Regions from separate parts of the Ovis aries genome. Here region 1 is linked to region 2. Evidence: chromatin contacts called from public Hi-C data. All regions are on one chromosome and are shown on one strand. The core of a region is the stretch at or near the end of the contact, and the rest is flanking DNA. Distances in the headings are between cores, read along the strand shown. Region 1 holds the start of EDAR (ectodysplasin A receptor). Region 2 overlaps LIMS1 (LIM zinc finger domain containing 1).

Evidence for each region. Hi-C and Micro-C count contacts between places; a contact is called where the count stands out from the background.
Region 1: a contact with region 2 is called in a Hi-C map of liver, with 2.4 times the contacts expected there. The contact joins the promoter of EDAR here to the enhancer-like site in region 2. A contact is called at or near these places in 2 of 16 Hi-C or Micro-C datasets (liver and muscle).

What each region holds. Positions count from the first base shown.
Region 1 is chr3:62,185,240-62,188,569 of ARS-UI_Ramb_v3.0, forward strand. It overlaps EDAR (ectodysplasin A receptor), which reads right to left and starts at 1,850. Exons shown (of 12, transcript XM_060412131.1): 1 at 1,625-1,850.
Region 2 is chr3:61,995,194-61,998,468 of ARS-UI_Ramb_v3.0, forward strand. The region is part of intron 1 of LIMS1 (LIM zinc finger domain containing 1); the gene reads left to right. Among named protein-coding and RNA genes, the nearest start is that of LIMS1, 48 kb to the left of the region's middle. Within about 2 kb of position 1,943, at least 13 of the 54 cell types and tissues checked have an H3K27ac peak or open chromatin away from gene starts, as enhancers often do. A contact at or near this core is called in liver and muscle, where this site is marked.

The DNA of each region.
Region 1 (3,330 bases), core at 600-3,099, 190 kb after region 2:
AACATGCCATCCTGTTTACAGCTTCTGTGTTTGAATTTCAGGTTTACCTGAGTCTTTGAAGCTGGGTTCCTGGGCATTTCCTTGAGAACAAACTTCATTTTTTTGCAAACTGCAGAAGTTAGGAAGAAAACTTGGGTGACCTGTCTTCCATCTATGGTCCTTGGGGACCTCAGGAATTTTGATGGGAGGAGGATGCCCCCAGTTAAAAGAGCTGGTGGGGTTTACATCCTGGGATGTAGGGGTCAGACTAGGGCTGTGCATGGCAGAGCTGCATGAGGGGCTGGGGTTACACACTGACACCCAGGGAAGAGGGCGAGGCCCCCTTCAAGTCTGAACTTCACAAATATGAATCTTCCACAAAGCGAATACCTTGTTTACTTTCAGAAACTGGATGGTAATCAGAGAGTGAAGTTCAAACATTTCAGGGAAATTTTATTTACTTTTTCCTCCAAAGACATGTGCTTCCAGGACTGCCCTCCAAACGTGCTGTCATGGGACTGTCCTTCATCGCCTGGCTCACCTGGGGGAGGGGATAGGGGCAGAGAGACCCCAGCTGAGCAAGCCCAGGCAGGGCCTATCCTCTCCCCGGTGACAACGGACCTGGGGTGTCATCAGGATGAACACCCATTCCCCAACTTTGTAGAGTAGCCCTCTTTACGGCAGACCCTGTCAAGATGTAACTTGGAAGCTATTAAGGCTTAGAGATCTCAGAGTTGGGCAGGAAATATTTCTGTTATCTGAATTGATTCTTTTTTCTCCTTTGGTTCATCATGGTTTTTCCCTCTTTAATATCTGAATCAGCTGCAGTTTCACCCTTAGTTGCAAAGTGTCTCAGCACAACTTCAGAACCTCAGACAGGATGGGCTGAGCTTCCTCTCTCATCACGATTACCCCCACCCCCGACTCCATCAAACTCCCCTGATGGATGGAGGGACTTTCACTCCTCCTCACTCACCCCTGTGGCTTTACCGTCCCTCTCGGACCCTCCCCCTCTGTCCCGCTCCCCAACACCTCCAACCTCCTGGGAGAAGCAGGTACAGTTACGGTGGCGGAAAGATGGGGAATCAGTGGCTCTGGGGTGGGAACCCTAGTTGCCCCTGAGCTGTCAGGGTATTGAGCGGAGACTCATCTGGAGTGACAGCCGGAGCCACCAGACAAGTATCTCCCCCCAGTCACTCTCTGTCCCCACACCCACCCCAAAACATGGGGGCCACAACTTTGGCCTTGATTCAGAACCACCCAGGAAGGTGGCTCTGGGGACATTTGGGGACCCCCGCTGCTGCACACAGCTCACGGTCCTGGAACAGCACACCTCCAGGCTCCAGGAGACTCCAGGCTCTCAGCACTGAGCCCCCAAACCTGCTGAGCACACAGATGCAGCTCTTTCACCAGACACACAGCTAGTAGCAAAATGGGGTGTCTGGTGTTTCCCTGAAAACAAAGGAACACTCTCAGGTCTTAGAACCAGTAGCACAGACGCATGGTAATCGGGAAAGCTTGTTGAAACGCAACCCAAAAATGACACGCATTTCAAAAATGCACCTGGGCTGTCCCGGACGGTGACACCTCCATCTCATCCATAGCCCAATCGCTTAGGAAACCATGAGAGAAGGATAAGCCTTACCTGGACCCCACCGGGGGGTCTGTTTCCAATCCCAGCAGAAGATGGTCCTTGAAGAAAGCCAGGCTCCGTTCCGTTGTGGCCCCTGGGCTCACAGGTGGCTGCAGGCCGTGTCCAGGGAGCAGGTGCTGGCAGGGCAGGCGGCCACAGAGCTGCCTGGGCTCCGGTCGCTCACCGTCAGCCCACTTCCCTCCGCTCCCAGGACGCCGTGCTCTTCCCTGACTGCCTGTCCCCTCCCGGGGCCTCCCGCGTGCGGGCTCACCTGCGCCCTCTAGAGGCTTCTCCCTGCAGCAGCCACCAGTGTTGGGCGGGGGCGTGGAGGCGGCGCGGGATGGGGGGACAACTCTGCTCCGGCCCACTGCACCTGCTCTGACTTCCTGCCCAAAGATGCCTTTGGAACTATAAAATCATTGACTCCCTTTTCTTAGGGGGCGGGGGTCTTGCTTCACTTCAAACAAGCAAAGCCTTTGAGCACAAGAACAGCAAAAAACTAAATTGGCATCAAAATCCTGTCGTCCCTTTTTCCTGCTGCCTTCAATCTTTCCCAGCATCAGGAGGGTTTTTTCCAGTGAGTCAGTTCTTTGCATCAGGTGGCCAAAATAATGGAGCTTCAGCTTCAGCATCAGTACCTCCAATGATGATTCAGGACTGATCTCCTTTAGAATTGACTGGTTGGATCGCCTTGCAGTCCAAGGGACTCTCAAGAGCCTTCTGCAACACCACAGTTTAAAAGCATCAGTTCTTCAGCACTCAGCTTTCTTTACAGTCCAACTCTCACATCCATACATGACTACAGGAAAAACCATAGCTTCGACTAGATGGACCTTTGTTTGCAAGATAATGTCTCTGCTTTTTAATACAATACCTAGGTTTGTCATAGCTTTTCTTCCAAAGAGTAAGCATCTTTTAATTTCATGGCTGCAGTCACCATCTGTAGTGATTTTGGAGCCCAAGAAAATAAAGCCTGTAACTGTTTCCATTGTTTCCCCATCTATTTGCCATGAAGTGATGGGACCGGATGCCATGATTTTTGTTTTTTGAATGTTGGGGTTTAAGCCAACTTTTTCACTCTCCTCTTTCACCTTCAAGAGGCTCTTTAGTTCCTCTTTGCTTTCTGCCATAAGGGTGGTATCATCTGAGGTTGTCAATTTTTCTTCTGGCAGATAATCACACAACCCATGTAACTCTAAAGAATCATATACCCCCTGTGACTACAGATAACCATAGACCCCCCATATAACTCTAGATAACCATATACCCTCTTCAACTGCAGATAACCATACACCCCCTATGACTGCAGATAACCATAGACACCCCATATAATTCTAGATAACCATATATACCCTGAATGAGGCGGGCATCACCAGATTTTATCCACCGATGTGAGGTTCTGTGTTTATTTAACAGAACTTGGTCAAACCCAACATGTGCGGCTAATAAAGAACTAAGTCTAGCTACTCTTCTCCGTTTGCCCAGGGTTTGTACCCTGGACACTGCTTCTCACAAAAGAACCCTCTCCAGGGAGGGGGCACAGACATGGTGCAGAGGAAACTGCAGTCAGGGATGGGTGGGGGCAAAGTGAGCATCCAACTATGCCCTTAGCTCCCCCTGCTTGCCTCCCTGTGACATCCACTCCTGCCCCCCAGTGATGTCAGCAGTAAACAGAAATATAATAAAATTGATCCTCCCATGAATGACCTTGGGGGCCT
Region 2 (3,275 bases), core at 693-3,192:
ACATGAAACTATTACAGCCTTATTAACTGGCTATACCCCAATACAAAATAAAAAGTTAAAAAAGAAAATGCCATGAACAAAAAACAAAATCAAGCGCTCTTATTTACATTTTCTTATAGATACATATGTCCTATGTTATAGGACATATCCATATAACTGTGTTACAGTCCTATGTTGAGGCTTCTGTGTCTGCAGTGGCCACAAGTAATTGTGTTTTATTCATTAGGCGTCTTACCTGTTTTGATGCTTACAATAAAAAAAAAAACAGATTGTTTCTCTGCATTTTTCGCCGATCATGACAAAAAGAATTAGACACTTTAGGAATCCTGATTTGAGGTTTCTCTTACTGTAAACTTTCAACTTTGCTTTTTTTTTTTTTTTTTTTTGGTCTCAGTAGGATTCCAGAGCTTTGTACGAAAGGCATATGTAAATCTTCTATATTTTTCGCATTTATTTTGAATAAGCAGCACAGTGAAAGTCCAGAAGGTATACAGCTGTCTTCTGCTGCTCTGCCCAGTGCCAGGGCTCCTGGTATCAGTTTTCTGTGTCTCCCTCCAGAGAGAGGAAGAGCAACACCTGTCACTTCATTGTTTTTAACCTTTCATCACTAATTAAATCTAGAGTGGTAACAGTATTACTTGGGCTTCCCTGGTGGCTCAGACATAAAGAATCAGCCTGCAGTGTGGGAGACCCGGGTTTGATCCCTGGCTCTGGAAGATCCCCTGGAGAAGGGAATAGCAACCCGCTCCACTATTCTTGCCTTGAGAATCCCATGGACAGGAAAGCCTAGTGGGCTACAGTCCATGAAGTAGCAGAGAGTCCGAGGACTAAGTGACTAACACACACACAACGTTACTAATTTCCCCAATGCATCTTCTTTAAAACTGGATATTGCATTTTGATGGCAGCTGTAGAAAGTCATGTTTCTAGTGGGCTGCAGGATCAGGGTCACAGCCCCAGGGGAGCCAGGGCTGTGATGCTGAGTGAAGGAGTGAGACCAAGAAGAGACCCTGCTTCCATGGGATGTCCCAATACTTGGATTCACAATACATGATCTATTAGAGAGGGGAGTATGTTAACTCTTTAACTCTTGGAGTGAAAAGAACTTTCAGAGCCATTCTGCTCTCAGCCTGGAGGAGATCCTGGCAGGAATATGCTGACACAGACAAATTGCCGGAACCACAAAGCCAGGCTGCTGGCTGAGAGCAAGAGTGGCCTGTCCTGAGAAGAGGCTGAGTCAGAGCTGCCTGCTGTCTTGCTGGCATCCTGCGGGGCCGGGTGACAAGGACATGTCCCTGATGTCTGTCCCCCATTCTGCAGACACCCACCTATACTCTTCACCCCAGGAACCAGACCAGCCCTCCTGATTTGGGGTCAAACATGCAGGGCTCCTGGGTACCCAGGACAGTTCTGGGTAGACTGTGGGCATCTCAGGTGAAGGGACCCCAGGCGATCCTGGGTTGAGACAATCCCCGGATGGGGGTTGGTAGAAGAAACCACTTTCCTTTCAGTTATGAATTTTTGAGTAACATTTAATGGGGGAGGAAAGAAGGCACTTCCTTTCTAAAGAGGATTTAGAGCTCAGTGGAGAGGGAGGAACTAGCTGCTGCCTTGAGAACTGGGCTTTCCTTTTTTTTTTTTTTTTTTTTTTAAGGAAAATGTCCCTAGGAGCTCCTGATGACCAGGCACTTCTTGACACCAGCAGCTGCCTGTGAAGTGTTGGTGGGTTTCCTGGCAAATAGAACAGGGCAGGCCCCTCCTCTGGTCGCTACCTTTCAGGGACTTTTCAGCCAGTTTTGATCAGAACGATGCTGGTAGGATTCATGCCGGCGCCGGTGTGATGGCTCACCGCCGCCAGGCTTTGCCTGTTGGTCAACACGTGAGCACCAGGTCCCCCCCGCCCCCGCCCCCAGGTGCAGGCGGAGATAAGCCCGGCCCAGGGAGGGGGTGCGTCGGGGAAGCAGGAAGCGCCGGGCAGGGCGCCGCCGCCCCAGGCCTCTCCCTGGGCCAGGTGTGCGCGTGGGACAGGACGGTCTCCGTCGGTGCCGGGCTCCGAGGGTCGCGATCGGGGGTCGGGGGCGGGCCCTGGAGGGTCGGGAGCATGACGGCCTTACAGCTGAAAGAGCTCTCACAGTCGGGGCTCTACCGCCGGCGGAGGGACCGGCCGGACAGCCTGCGGCTCCCGGGGCCGCGGGAGGAGGCACTCAGGTGAGTGGAGCCGCGGGGACGGGGATGGGCAGCCTGAGCCCCGCGGGCCTCTCTCAGTCCTGAGTCCGCTACCGGTAATGGTAGAGCTGCGGACGGTGGACACATGCATCCCTTTGGCTTCTTAGGACGCGTTTGAGAGGAGTCTTTCTCTGCTCTTTAGGGGTAAGGTTTGTGGATGGTGTCTTGGTGGGGGTCGGGGTGGCTTCCAAGGTTCTTTGTTACTGAAATGGATTTCACAGAGGAAGGCAGAGCAACTTCTGAATGTAATCTGGAAGGGAAGGAAGGACATCACAAACCCTCAGAGCTTTGTAACTAAGGAGCTTAGGAGTTTTCTATTTCCAAAGTTAACTTGCCTCAGTCAGACAACCCATTTTTAGTTTTTGTTGCCCCTACTGAATTTCTTTCTTAGGTTTTAGGTTCTGAAAAGCCCCTGCCACATTAAGCTATGGGTTAAACTGCTGTGTTCCCTGTGAGGGGAAGGGGCTTTGAGGGAACCCTGCTTCTGACACCTATGCTGGGCAGCACATCAGTGTGTTTGTGGACCCTCCGTTCATGCATTTGATTTTTCCACTTAGATGTGGGAGGAATAAATACATTATATACTATTGCTCTTTCTCCTATGGATTTATTTTTAGAGTTTAAGTTATTTAACAGGAAGCTCTTTAAACATATTAAATTTGTCTACAAATTTACCACAATAACTGTACTTTGGGAGGGAAACGTTTATTTGAAAATTGTCCACTCTTGTCTGCATTTGAAGAGAGCTGCAGCATTAAGCATTAGTCGCTCAGTCGTGTCCGACTCTGTGACCCCATGAACTGTAGCCTGCCAGGCTCCTCTGTCCATGGAAGTCTCCAGGCAAGAATACTGGAGGGGGTTGCCGTTTCCTTCTCTAGGAGATCTTCCCCACTCAGGTATAGAACCCATGTCTTCCGCATTGCAGGCAGATTATCACTGAGCCACCAGGGAAGCCCTGTGTTGACACCAACATTATTTGGATTTTTTTCGCTGTGACATCATGTGTCTCTTAGCTGCATTCAGTCGCCTTAACTTTGAACTGACTGGAT